Linked DNA regions of Sus scrofa: region 2 is linked to region 1. A link is a contact called in public HiChIP or PLAC-seq data. All regions are on one chromosome and are shown on one strand. The core of a region is the stretch at or near the end of the contact, and the rest is flanking DNA. Distances in the headings are between cores, read along the strand shown.

Region 1 (7,124 bases), core at 1,731-4,230:
AAACCTCCCCCCTCAGGTCCCAAACATTTGCAGCCCATGGCCTGCTCGGGGAAAAAAAAAATTTCCTCGAAGGGGCAAAAGGCACTTTTTTTTTTTTTTTTTTTTTTTTTTACTTACCCGCTCAGCCCGGTGCCAAGGAGTCTGGAAGATCAAGCTGGGCGGCGGTTTTGGAGGTGTTATTGTAAAAAATATCTTTTAGGGGGATTGTTTAGTTGCGAATATTTGGGGGAATGGTGGTGTCTTTTTTTGTTATTGTTACCTTTTTAAAGTTACACTCTCATGGCATTTTCTGCTCCTTCCACTTCTGCAAACTTTCCAGGGTTGGGTTGGCAAAAGGCGGCTTCGCTGAGGACTGTTTACTGCTCTGGATATAGCAATGGTGTGACCGTCATTAAGAGACAAAAGGCGAAAATACACAGTCAAATCAAACAAAAGGCAAAAGACGCACCGGCCATCCCAACCACCATAGAAAATAGCCCCGAGTTAACGATGGTGTTTGGCTTGAACCAGCTAGGACTTGTTTTCCAGTTTTAATCTAGTTTCCTGTGACGGCTTTAGTCTCTTTACACAAAGAGGTCTTCCTTTCCCTCACCCACCCCCCTACCAAGAAGAGAAAAACAGAGCTGTTTTTCTTCAAATAGATCGACTTTCAAAGAAAGTGTACATGTTACTGGGAAGAAAGCTGACTAGCATTTATTGCTGTAAACATTTTCAAAAGCTTCAAGCTAAAACCCTAGCTTTATAAAAGCAAAAACGTCTAAAAGCATTTTAACTGGCTTATGTTAGACAAGAGCAACACAGACAGACATGCAGATGAAGGTTCAGAAAATTAAGGACATCTCAGCAACATTAACATGAAAACTGCACTGCGGCGTAAGGACAGAATGGATTGGGTACTTACAAGGTAAAAGGTTTTTAAAAACTTAAAAGAGTAACAACTGCTCACAATTTTTTTTTTGCTGCCATTTCGCTAGTCCTAAAACTATACATTTAAAACATTACCTTGTTAAAGAGAGAGCAGAAGGAGTTAATAAGATGGCCAGGTTTAAGTGTTTAATAGAGGAAACTATATATATAAAAATTTATTGTTCAGTCAAGAGAATACAGATTAAGACAGCTCCAAGCTCCCCCCACCCACCCAAGAAAAAAGAGGAAAAAAAATAAATATGTCATTTACTTAGGTTTTTTGGAATTCAAAATTGTTAACTGCTGACATTAATGGTGTGCTATGACCTAGTTATACAAGACAAAGATGGATTCCAAGTCATAAGGAAAAATCCAGATCTTTTTAAAAAGTCTTCTTCATTCTTCCAATTGTGAATCCTTTAGCCTGTTGACAAATGTTAAACACAACACTGAGGCGTCCTGAACTGGATGGTGGAGTCAAAGGAAAAACATTCCCCATTTGCAACAAAGGAAAAACCCACTTGGCCATTTAATTCCATTGCAGAAAAATGGCTCCCCTCATCTGTTGGCCTCTCCTTGGTGTCTGATGAAGGATGTTTTGAGATCAGCGTCTAATAACTCAAGCCCTATAGAAGCCGAGCTCTCATTGGCTGCCGCGCCCTGCCGCCCTGCTCTAGCCAATTACCTACCCACTGCCAAATTACAAACCCCGAAAAGAGCCCCAATATGAAATACACCACCACGAAGCCCCAACGAGGCGGTTCCCCTGCCTCGGCCGCCCGACAGGAAAGGCAGAGGGGGCTGCAAAAGCGTCCTCGAGAAGCCCGGGAGCCTAGGAGTTGAACTCACAAAATGGAAGCCGCACGCTGATTGGCCGCCGCCACTCCCGGACCTTTAATAAAGAAAGGGGAAGGAAAGATAAATGCAAAAAAGGGGGACTCTCTCCGCTGGTGGCTAGAGGAAGGGGGGTGGCGCGGGGAGAGAAGCATGTGTTCTCGACAATTACAGGGCGCTCCTCTCCAAAAATAAAAACAGAGAAAAATGCTTCTATCACCCAGGTCCAGGCAAGGGCTGCATCCTCCCAGGAATGTGAATGCTAATTTGGTTAAAATCCTGGTTTCCCCTCCCCAGCTCAGCTCCGGGGGGAGGGGGTCGCGGGGCAGAAGAGGAAGCCGGAGCCGAGATACCTCGATTGCAACTCGTCTTGGAGCCGCCTTGCCTCTCCTCACGGCTCCCAGCGTCCAAACACACAATCACACACACACCCCAAAACCCAGCCCTTTCCCCAGAGCTCCCACCTCGGGTCTTGTCAGTTTGCAAACAGTTTTGGAGGTCCGAGGCGCAAGCCGAGGCGGCCGCAGCTCGGAGGGTAGCCCCAGCCGCGGGAGGTAGAGCCCGGGGAGACCCCCTCCCCCGCCAGCCAAGCCCCCCACCTAAGTCCCAGCAGAATAAATAAATTAAAAGGCCTTCCCCCGGGGAGGGGGGAGGCAGTGTGGGAGCGCGCGAGTGAGGGGTGGGGGGCCGCTGGGGCCCGGGGCTTTGGCGGCGCAGCTGCCGCCGCCGGGAGAGTGCCTGGGGAAGCGGCGAGGAAGGAGAGGGGAGGAGGAAGAGGAGGAGGAGGAGGAAGAGGAGGAGGGTGAGCGCTCGGGTCGGGCTCCTTAGCGGTGTATTGTGGGATGTGCGGCTACTGGGAGCCGAGCCTCCGCCGCCAGCCGCCTCCCGGGCAGCAGCAGCAGCAGCAGCAGCAGCGGCGGCGGCAGCAGCTCCGGGCCCGGCAGCCGCGGCGGCGGCGGCGGCGCTCCCCCCTCCTGGCCCCCCGTCCGGCCGCCCCGGCCTCGGCTCCCGCGGGGGACACCATGTACTGGCTGGCGGCGCAGGGAGGCCGGCGCCCGGCGGGGATGTAAGCGCGGCTCGGGGAGGGAGAGGCCGCGGCCGGCAGCCAGGCGGCCCGAGCCCCCAGCCCCGGCCCCGGCCGAGCGGGAGGGCGGGCGGGCGGCGCCAGGCCTGCCGCGAGCCCCGCGCCTGAGCCGGGCCGATCGAGCGAGCTAGCGCCACGCCGGGCGGCCGGGCGGCCGGGCGGGCACCATGGGCCGGAGCCCGCGTCCTCCGGGTGCCCCGGGCCCCTCCAGCCCGCACCAGGGGGCCCCAGGAGCTCCTCGCAGCCGCCCCGAGACGGTGGCCGAGCGGGCGGGCGCCTAATTCTCCGGAAGGGTTATTCTCTCGCTCCATTCTTATTTTGGGGGGAGCCAGCGAGACAGCTCCTTTTGGGGCGCGCTGGTAAGGTGGGAGGGGGTGGGGGCTGGACGATTTGATTCTTTAGCGTGTGTGTAGAAGCGGCCGCCGCCGCCGCCGCCGCCGCGGCGGAGACGACAACAACTTGCTCGTTTTCAGGTTGGGTTAACGGCATGGAGAACAGTCACCCCCCCCACCACCACCACCAGCAGCCCCCGCCGCAGCCCGGCCCTTCGGGCGAGAGGAGGAACCACCATTGGAGAAGTTACAAGTTGATGATTGACCCGGCTTTGAAAAAGGGGCATCATAAACTGTATCGCTACGATGGGCAGCATTTCAGCCTGGCGGTGAGTAGCCGGCGCGCCTCCCCGCCGCCCTCACCCACCCGCGAGCCGTGCCGGGGAGAGGGGTCCGAGCGGTCCGGGAACACCCCCCCCTTCCTGACCACCCGCCAACTGTCAGCCGGGTCCCCAGTCCTGGAGTTTGACAAGTGCTTGGAGGGGGGGGGGTCTGTCCCTGGGGAGTGGGGCCAGCCCACTCATTCCGCCCCACTCTTCCTCCCCACAGATGTCCAGCAACCGCCCTGTGGAAATTGTCGAAGATCCCCGGGTCGTCGGGATCTGGACCAAAAACAAGGAGTTGGAGCTTTCGGTGCCTAAATTCAAGGTAGCACCCCTCCCCTTTGCCCCGCGTCCTTTCCACCGCCTCCCTACTCCCCGAGTTCGAAAATAACGCCAGTCCTGACCGAGCCCAGCCTGATTCTGAGTTCCCGCCGTCCGCGGCGGCCGGGGCCGGGGAAGTTTTGGCGGAGAGGGGGAGATTGCTGCCAGAGGGGTGTCCCTTCTCGGCTGCTGTTAACATAATAACACTCGGTGAAACTGTAATCTAGGCGTTGATACAGTGTCCTGCCCGCCCAGATGGGGGCTCCGGGTCCCCACCTGGCTCCTCACAGCCCATTGACTCGGCCCCGGAGACCCGCCCCCCTCCCCAGCCTTGTGGCTTTAGGGGGACAACTTCCTAGCCCAAGGGGTCGCCCCTGCCCGGCAGCTGGGAGAGGAGGCCAGAATGGGGGGTGGGGAAAGAGAAACTGTTTCTTTTTCCCCTTTCCTTTCGAACCCAGAGGACTTCCACGTTCCAAACGATTTAATCCTCTGCTTCCCGGGCCCGCCCGCGTGCATTTCCCCCCCAAAAAAAAAAATTTATTTTTTTACTTACCCTTCATTGTTTTCAGAGGGCAGCCGAGTGGGGAATGTTGTGTTTTCCCTTTGGTTTCAATGTTCTCCAAATTCCCTTCCCCCTCGTCCCCTGTCAGATCGATGAGTTCTACGTGGGCCCAGTGCCTCCGAAGCAGGTGACATTTGCCAAGCTGAATGATAACATCCGTGAAAACTTCCTGAGGGACATGTGCAAGAAGTATGGGGAGGTGGAGGAGGTGGAGATTTTGTACAACCCCAAGACCAAGAAGCACTTGGGCATTGCCAAAGTGGTCTTTGCCACGGTCAGGGGAGCCAAGGAGGCGGTTCAGCACTTGCATAGCACTTCAGTCATGGGCAATATCATCCACGTGGAGCTGGACACCAAAGGTGAGTGGAGGTCCGCCCAACGCGGCCGCTGCGGAGGAACTGCAGGACCTGTCAGTGTGACTCTTTCCCTCCCAGAATCCCTCTTGCAGTGTTGGGGAGCCCCTCACTCTTCTTTGGGGGCCCCCCTACAACATTATTTTTCTTTTGCCCCCCTCTTGAGGGTAGAGTCACGTGGGGCTAAATGTGTTGTCTGTTGCTAGGAAACAAGCTATAATTTACCAAATGTGCCCAGTCCTTGGCCACTGCAGCCCTAGGGACCACCCGGAGGCTTTCCCACTGCTGACACCCCCATGGGCTCCTGTAGGAGCCCTGGTGGCTGGGTTTAGACAGTCCCCAATGTTGCTGTCTGTGTTGGGAGAGGAGGCAGGGTTTGTTTATTTGTGGGGGGCTGTGAAAGAGCCACTAGGATGCATTTAAATATGCAAAGAATTGGTCCTGCCACTAAAAGGGGAGTCCTCCAGGGATCCAGACTGCCCCTCCCTCACATGCTGCCCCTTCCCCCAGGAATTAGGAACCCATTGGCGTAGAGTGCGGTTTCATTGATAATGTTCCCGATAGAGCTGGGCCGGCTGCTCTGGGTGCTCAAGGGTTGACACCGTGTCTTCCCTCCTCTCTCTTAAAGAGACAGCACCATCTCTCATGCACCGGAATCCCGCTCTGTGCTCACTCTGAGCCTGTGAGCAGCTGCTGGGAGAGCTGGGCTGGAGAAGCCATACCTCCCACCCTCAGGGTCCTGAGAGACTCCTCCTCTGTGCTGGCTGGGGGGCTCTCTGGAGAAGTTCCCATAGATATAGAGGAAAGTGCCAGGTACTCTGAGGTCCAGCTATCCTTGTGACTGAGCAGACAGTTTTGGGTCCAGAGCCCCTGCAGGGTCCCCTGGGAAATCCTGCCTGGGAGGGTTAGGTTGGTGGCTTCCAGGGGTTTTGTGAGCAGGAGGTTTAGGGGCTTGAGACCCTGCTGGGGCTTGTGGAGGGATGCTGCTCCGGGGTGGGCACAGTCATCCCACAAACTCTTGCCCAACCTGTCCCTAGTCCTGAGCCTCCAGAGGGCACAAGCTAGTTTCCTGTCCAAGCCACAGCCCCCCTCAACCCCCTTCTCTAGTTTCTCAGTCAATGTTGGGGGGAGAATCCTTTGGTGGCTGCAGGCCAATTTTTCCCTGAGAATCAAATGTGGAGCCCCCTCCCCCATCACATCAGCACATGCACATGCACATTTTAAGGAGCAGCCATCCCTCACCAAGATTTCATTTCTGCAAAAAAAAAAAAAAAAAAAAAAAGGCCCTTAGAGACTGCCACTAAGTTTGTGTTTCAAGAAAGAGATGGTAAAGAGTAGCTCAAGGAATGTGTCTCCTTTGCATATGTAAGCAGCTGCCTCAGAGGGCTCTATAAATATGATACTAGGCCCCCTGGTCTATAGAGGCCTCTCTCTGCTGGGGGGTGGGGGTGGGGAGGAGGGTACCTGACTAGGCTCAGTGGGCCAGAGGAGGCATGTGGACTGCCCAGTAACTGCCCTACTAAAGTGTATTTTACAAAGTGGGCTGGTCACCTGAGAGAGTTAACAACAAACAGTCTCCTCCGTGTCACTTGGTCTCCTCTCTCCTTGCTACAAGGCCCTGGCTATTAAGTGGGAAGGTCAGAGGATGGGGATTACCTGACTCTCTTTGAGTAGCATGGCCCAGGTGACAGGAAGGGGCCTTGTGTTGGGGGTGGCATTTCTGTATTTAGGGGAGTCCCAGCCCCACGAGGCATGACATTCTGAATGTCAGGATCAGAAAAATCATATAGTTTAGCAGCTTCATTGAAGCTGATTCAGACAAGACTCCTGAGTGAGAGAGAGAAGTAGGAACTTGGCTGGGTCCCACCACTTCCCCAGGCTTGGGGTCCCAGGCACAAGGGTGCCCACCTGTGGGGGCTTCCCCATCCTGGAGCCTCACTGAGTCCTCCTTCATCTTCTCACAGGGGAAACCCGCATGCGGTTCTACGAACTGTTGGTCACGGGCCGATACACACCCCAAACCCTCCCAGTGGGAGAGCTGGACGCCGTCTCTCCAATCGTGAATGAGACCCTACAGGTGGGTTCATGGCTGTCAGTTTTTCCCCCACCTCCCTACCCCTCACCCCTCACCCCTTCACCAGCTCTCTGAGGTGCCCCCCACCCCACTTTACCATCTCCAGCATTAGACATCAGGGCCTCAGAGGGAAAGGAGCCTGGCTATGCCCACCACAGGTTCCAGCAGGGGTCTAAAAGCCCAGTTTGCCAAAGCTCTTCTCTGGCACAGCCCTCAGTTCTCTCCCTACACAGGCTGGGATTCCCACAAAACCAGAGCCAAACACTGCTGCGTCCAGGGCCCTATGTCTGGTGTCCTATGCACCCCTCTACCCCCAGAAAGCAGAGTTCAAGTTC
Region 2 (7,124 bases), core at 2,661-5,160, 170 kb before region 1:
TTCCCTGGAAACTGTGTATTTGGTGCCAAAATAACTAGGGAACTGGGCACAGCTTTGTTGTCTTAATAGTGAAATTCTGCTGCAGCCATCACAACACTTGCTTCAGCTGGTTCACCGAAAGGGCTGCTCCCCAGGTGAAAGCTTTGTGAAGGGGGCAGAGTGAAGCCTAAAGAAAATTCACAGAGCAGTTTTCCATCTAGATGACGCTTGTAGATCCGCAGCATCCTTATCAAAAGTCTGTTTCTATCCTCCTCGATTTATAAGAGTAGGGGATCTGACCCAACCATATCCACAAATATGGAGGTGGGAAGGTGGAAATAAATCCTCACTTCCCCAAATCCTCAGGTACCTGAAGCAATTCACAAGGGCACCAGCCCTCCCTGGCCAGTCACAAGGGAGAGAGATGAGATACCACCCCTCAAACCCCTGCCCCATGGAAACAGTTCACCGGGGTAGCTTGAGGGGGGGGGGGGGAGGCCAAGGAAACTCCACTCAAAGGAGAGAGAGAGAACAAAACCGGAGCTGGGGAAAGCCCTGACCTTAGCAGCCCAGATCCCCAGGGGCTCCCAGTGAATGGGGATTCCTAAGGATTTAAAGGCAGAGAAGTTTAAGAAGCTTCTATTTTAAATCCAGGCTAAGGGCTCCTTCTGTTTCTCAGCTCCTCCCTCGAGTTTTGGGACAAGATCTGAATGAACAACCAAAAAAGCCCTGGAGCCCTCTCCTTTGAAAGGAACCGGGACAGCGGACTTAAGGCATCTCCCTTGCTGGAAACCTTCTCCCCTTCCACACACACACACACACACACACACATACACACACAGTCCACCCCCAGCGTTAGCTTCAACTTCCTCAAATGAGCCTGAGAAAACACTCAGATCCTGGGCAGAGAATTCCTCACCAACAACCAGGAAGAGTTGCATACTGTTTTATCCTACAATCTGCCAAATGACTCAATAAAAATGGGAAGAAAGGAGAGGAATTAAAATCCCATTTGTGCAAAGGAAACTTAAAGGTAGTTGAGACTAGACCCCTGGACTGTCTGCCTCCACAGGCAAGACTCTTAAGACCTGGAGGCTGGAAGACATTTCTTCTTCCCTCCCCCACCACGACCCCTAAACACAGAAGCCTGGCGCTCCAGGAAGCAATGGGCACAAAAGAGAAACTTCAAAAATGCAAAGCCAGGAAGGTCTCTTCTAGGGTCTAACCCCACAGCCCCAGCCAATCATCCGGAACCTGGAGGAGGGAAGTGCTTCCCCAGTTATCAGCTCAATGAAGGATGAAAGGGTTTTCCAAGGGGAGAGGGGGATAAACAAAATAGAAACAGAGCAATATGAAGGAAACCCAAATATCTGAGGGAGAAAAAAATGAACTCACAAACACCAGGAGAGCACAGGGAGATGCCTATGTAGGCAGGGGCAAACCCAAAGCCCCAACTCCACAGGCAGCCGGAGGCCTTGCAGGCCTACAAACCAAAGCAGAGCACCACCTCCAGGTCTGGAAGACACCCCCAGACATCTTGCTAGTACCAGGGTCAGGGAGAAAGTCAGGCCCTGAAAGGTCTCAGGCTGGAATGACATCCCCCAAATCCAGAGGCTTCTTAGACTTCTGCTCTAAACTGTCAGGGCCCACAAGGAGGACAGAGCTCTCAAGGCCTCAGGCCTGGGAAGAGACCTTGTTTCCCAAGTGTTCACCTCCAAATACCAGGGGACGCCTGAAGTCTGAGGGGGGCCAACCCTCTTACAGCCCCCACTTCAAACCGTCAGGATTGCAGGGCTAAAGGCTTCAGGTTTAAGTGGAAGCTCCAGCCAACTTTGAGCTCACCCGCCCTGCTCCCAGGGCTCACGAAGCGATGGGGACCTGCAGACCCCATCTGCAGAAGGCGGTACTCAATAACCCGGGGCGTCCCCAGCGCCAGGTCCTAACTTCAGGGTCCGAAATGGTACCGGGTTTGGGAGGCTTCAGTCCCTGTGGGGGCCCTCACCCCAATGCCCTTGGGGTGCCCCAGACCCGCTCCAGCCAGGCGGCCGCATCTCGTGCAGCGCAAGGAGCTGGGCCGGCTCCAGGAGGGGTAGAACGCTGCGCACCCGCCCTCCCTCGGTCCGCCAGTCTGTCCCCAGGTCCCTCGGTCCGCCGGCCCCTTGGCTCTGCCCACCCTAGGGCTGGTGGTGGGCGCGGGCCGGGCCTAGGCCCACGCCCGGCCCCCGTTCCCGCCTGCCCTCCTCCCTCGCCACCCCACCCCACCCCCCCAGTGCTCGGCCTCGTTTCGTCACCGGATCCCCTGGAATGGGGGACGCGGGCGCGAAATACGAACCCAGCCACCGGCAGCTCCCTCCCCACGTGCGCTCGGACCGCAGCGCGGAGGAGGGCCCAAGGAGGGGCGCCTCACCTTTGCCCTCCATGGCGTGCACGAAGTCCCCCTGGTACAGCTGGCTGCGCAGCTTCTCCTCCAGGCTGAAGCCGCGGACGCTGACGATCTCCTCCACGTCCGATAAGTCCTCGTTCTCGTCGTATCTCTGGCGGTCAATCGGGCGCTGCAGGGACCCAAACCAAAGAGCCCAGGACATTATTGGGGGAACTGGGGGTCGCCTTTCATCCTGGGCCCAGATCGAACAGGTGCAGGAGCCGCGCGCCCCCTGCACCCCACCTTTGCGACCGGAGCAACTTTGCGCAAATGCCCAAGATGCTGAAAATCAGGATACTGAGAGGGGCCCGCACCCCCAGGGTCAGGCTGCTCCCAATACAGGGCACTTCCCCTCCTGCATCTTTGGAGGCCATGGAAGGGATATCTGGGGACTTCGCCTCCCCCCCCCCTCCCCCGAGAGGTGTTGAGTTTTGCCCACTCGGCCGAGAGCCTGGTTATGTAACCCGCGAGGGGGGCTCCGCGCACGGGCTGGCGGGGCATTTGTAGGCCCCGGGAGGAGCCGCCACAGCGCCCGGCTCGGCGCTAACAGCAGCCCTGGCGGCCGCGGCCGCAGAGCCGGGAAGCCGGAACCCGGGGCCGGCGGCATTTCTAAGACTGGAGCCGCCCCCGAGCTACCGGGGAAGCTGGAAAGCTGAAATGGAAGGACTGAGACCCCAGCCGCCCCCGCCGACCGCCCGCCAGTGCAAGAAGAAGAGGTGGGAGGAGGGGTTCCGGGCTTGGGAAGGGGAGAGGCAGACGGCCCGCCACAAAGCTCCCATCGGAGACCCCAAAACGCACCAGCAGCTGCCTCATCTCCCCACAAGCGCGCGCGCACACTCACTTCCTAAGGAGACTCCCCCACCACTCCCCGCATCCCCTGCCTCCTCCCTCCACCGCCGAGCGCCCGGCCTCGCAGCCCCCCAGAATCCGGGCGAACCCCGAGCCCGCTTAACCCCCCTCCACGCCTTCCCCCGCTACCATCTCCCCACTTAAGTGTCTGAGACTCTGAGCCTCACAAGGGACTGGAGGAGTAAGCTGCTTGCTTCCTTTTGCATGCAATTTATTATTTTTTTCCGGTCCTCTTGCAAAATATAGAAAAGGAAAGAAAAGGCAGCAAGAAACAACAACAAAAAAATAGATCTATCATATACCAGATACAGATTTGGGGAAAAAAAAAAAAGCTACACACCAATCTTCTTCCAGAGTCTTTCTCTGCCTCCATTTTTTTAGGAGAGTTCACCAATTAATTGTCAACACTCCTGCCCCCTGCATATTGGCGGAGGGGGGAAGGAGGGAAGACCAAAGAAAACAAGCCAAAAAATAAATAAATAAAGCAAGCCAGAGCCGAGATCTACAAAGTTTTGCACCAACACTTAAGCAGATCCGTTTGCAAAGTCCTAGGAAACCATTTTCAGCAGTTGTGTGGGGGGGGAGGCGTCGACGTCATAATCCCCGGAACGTAAACATTGTTGCCGATCGCGCTCGGAGCCCGCGGCCCGGCTAGTGATGGTGGGGGCACTCCTCCCGGGATGGGGGGGGCGGGGGCGGCGGCCAGAGGAGGCGTGGGGAGGGGAGGGCGCCCGGGAGGCACCGGGCGCCGTTAGCGCCCTGGCATCGCTGTTTTGTTGTTGGGTCACGAGTGCGCCTCTGCACGCAGGCGCCGCCGCCGCCCGGGAGTTGTGTGCAGAGCTGACTTTTGGAAGGGCTGAGTTGCAGGCGGCGGGCGCATCCCGGAGATGGCGGGGCAGGGAGGGAGGGAGAGAGGAGGGGGTAGGGAGGGAGGTGCAGATTTGCACGGCTGGCCTCAGCGGGAGGCGCGGAAATGCAAGCCGAGCTTGCTGGCGTGAAAGCCTCCAGGGTCTGGCACCCCCAAAAACGACCTCCCACCTCAATCCCTTCCCCCATTGCCCTTGGCCCCCACGGGTTAACCCTCTTCCTTCATTTCACCCCACCCCGTTACCTACGTGGCCGACCCAAACTGAAAGCATTTTGTGTATATATAATTTTTTTTTCTTTGCTGCCACTTTTTGGGGGGTCTTCTCCAGGCCCCCATAAGCGGACCTGCTCGATGGAGGAGGCATTTGGGGGCTCAGGAAGAAATTAGCGCAGCTCCATACCTGTACGGACTGCACAACTGTTAAACTCCAGGACTCAATGATAAGGATCCACATACACACAGGTACAGAAATACAGCCAGAGCAGAGCCTTTTCAGACCCGAGCTGACCGGAAGACATTGCCTTTCATTCATTCATTCTGCCCGCGTCTGTGGAGACCTTTACTAGGCGACAAGCCCTGGAGCAGAAGTTGGACATTTTTTAAAGGTCCCTGCGCTCGCCAAGAGGAGGAAATAGATGCTCAGGAGTGAACTACCGAGAGAATCGGATCTGGCGCCTCCTAACGCAGCTGGCAGACATGCGAAGGGTAAGCCCTTATTGGCTGTTTATAGGAGAAAAGTCGGTGGAAAGGTGCAAGGCGCTGGGATGGGGCATGGGGAACTTTGGGCTCCCCTTGATTAATCCTACAGCGCTGCTTGACAGAGGTATGGGCACCCTCTGGACGTATATGGAGTATCGTTAGATCTGGATATGCTTCCCTGCCCACAAACCTAGTTCGCTGGTTCGGGTTCCCCAAAACTGGAACCCTGAATGTGTTGTCCATCAAGAACAACAGTCAGGTCGACTTTGACTGTGAGAAAAGCTGGCCCTAACTTCTAGCCCAACTAGGCCCTGCTCTTGGGGGTAAGATCCGGATGAGGTGGCATGGCCCCAGGGCTACAATAAAGGAACATTTTACCTGCTCAGAGCAGGCTTTGCACGAAAAACTTCCCATACTTTAAATTTTGCTTCTATCGTGAATCCTGTGGGATAGTTGGAGCACATCATTTTGCAAATGGGAAACTGAGGCTCTGAGAAATTTTGAACCTGGATAATTGCTGTAACCCTCATATCCTCCCCATGTCAACACAGTAATCAGACAGACTTGTGGAGAGGAAGTGGCTTCCCCAACAGAGATCAGATGTGAACCGTCAGCTCAGAATTGGTCACCTTCAGAGACAGCTTACCCCTCACAATGAAGTTTTCTGTCCTGTCTTTCTGTGTGTGTGTGTGTGTGTGTGTGTGTGTGTGTGTGTGTTAACCCACCCTTTGAAGTTTGTCTTAATCCAAGTCACGAGCTGACAAACATTAAAATTTTTTCCAGGCTGATATTGCCCACCTTGGCTTAGTGGGAGTAAGGAAGGTTTTGCCTTCAGCCTGTGCCAAGAACCAGGGACCGTTTTATTTGCTTCTCACTTTCTCACCAGAACCCTTTAAGGGACACAGCCTTGTTATTCCTCATTTTGCAGATAAAGAAACAGAAAGGGAAAGCCAGTCACTCAAGATCACACAGCTTGTGAAGGAGGTTGCTGGGGCTCAAACTGGAGCCTCCTGGCTGTGCCATCACATCCTTTTTTGGATGTTGACCATCTTCGCTGCTCCAACATAATGAGATAAACATATTCAAAGGAGGATGCAGTGGGCTGGAAGGTCATGCGTTAAGGGCAGTAAAGCAAAACTGGGAAATAAAACACTAGATCTCCATTCTCCTTTCCTCCCAGAGACCCTTTTCTGTCTCCCCATGTGGTCTCATGGTGTCCCCAAAAGCTGGTGTCAGGAAAAGACCTGATGGCAGACACGTTAGTGTAAAAACTGTTAAGTCCATATATCACCCCAGTGGGGAGTTCCTGGGCTGTCAGAGTGGGAAGGGGTTGAGTAGTCACCTAATTTAATCCCCTCCCTTTACAAACCGCCAGGAAACCACAGACCAGAGAGAAGAATGGGCCAGCCGGGGGGGTTTGTTCCCCTTTGACGCCCCCAGAATGCCTACCCTGCCGCCTAGTCCTAAGTGGTCACTCCATAAATGTTGGGCCCTTGATGGATCACCTTCCCCAGCAATATTTGCATTTTCCCTTTATCAGTAATTGGCAGATGAAAGGCTTTGTCCTCCTGTTGAAAGAATTCCAGGCATTTGCTCAAAGTGGGGGGAGGAGGTTATTTTGGGCCAAAGGAGGAGGGGCCAAGACCCCTGAGCTCCTTCCTTGGGTAAATGTCCCAGAGAATGGCCGGTAGGTGAGAGAGGGGAGGGAAGTTTAAGGTGACTACTCAGGAGAGTTTGGTTGTTTTGTTTTGTTTTGTTTTCTTGCAGGAAAAAAAGACTGGGCCTGTTGTATTTGAAACATAACAATAATGACTTCCCGGACCCTCTTGCTCATTCTTAAAAAAGGCCCAGTCAGATCCTGGCTGTTTTGGCCTATTCATTCATTTCTTCATTCATCAAAGGTTGACTGAGCAGAGAAGATAGCTCCAATTGTAGACTTCCTCTGGGCTGGGCAGGGGGTGAGCCACCCGCTTCCCAGGAATTTAGGAAAGGCTGATACCCCAGAATCCAAGATTTTCCAGCTGTTAGAAACTGAAGCTGCCATATTCATGTATAATTATACTAGCTCCTGATTTTTGAGAACTTACTTTGTCTCTGAGCAAAGCCTCTCACATTTGCTCTCTCTCTGAACCTCATCAAAGTTCTATGAGGAGGGTTCTGTAATTGGCCACTTTTATAGCTCAGTCTCAAAGAGAGGTCAAGTAGGAGTTCCTGTCCTGGTGCAGCAGAAACAATCCAACTAGGAACCATGAGGTTTCGGGTTCAATCCCTGGTCTCACTCAGAGGGTTCAGGATCCTGTGTTGCCG

Evidence for each region. HiChIP or PLAC-seq counts read pairs in DNA pulled down with a chosen protein or histone mark.
Region 2: an H3K27ac HiChIP or PLAC-seq map of alveolar macrophages shows a contact between it and region 1. The contact joins the promoter of KDM2B here to the promoter of SETD1B in region 1. A contact is called at or near these places in 3 of 47 Hi-C or Micro-C datasets (epiblast stem cells, heart right ventricle and liver) and 1 of 2 datasets of contacts at active chromatin or transcription factors (alveolar macrophages).

The regions. Positions count from the first base shown.
Region 1 is chr14:30,881,448-30,888,571 of Sscrofa11.1, reverse strand. SETD1B (histone-lysine N-methyltransferase SETD1B) reads left to right here and starts at 2,980. Exons shown (of 19, transcript XM_021073231.1): 1 at 2,980-3,183; 2 at 3,298-3,485; 3 at 3,706-3,804; 4 at 4,451-4,721; 5 at 6,680-6,792. The coding sequence starts at 3,312. It also overlaps a transcript of RHOF not described here.
Region 2 is chr14:31,054,039-31,061,162 of Sscrofa11.1, reverse strand. It overlaps KDM2B (lysine-specific demethylase 2B), which reads right to left and starts at 3,910. Exons shown (of 24, transcript XM_021073427.1): 1 at 3,773-3,910; 2 at 2,387-2,531. The coding sequence starts at 2,399.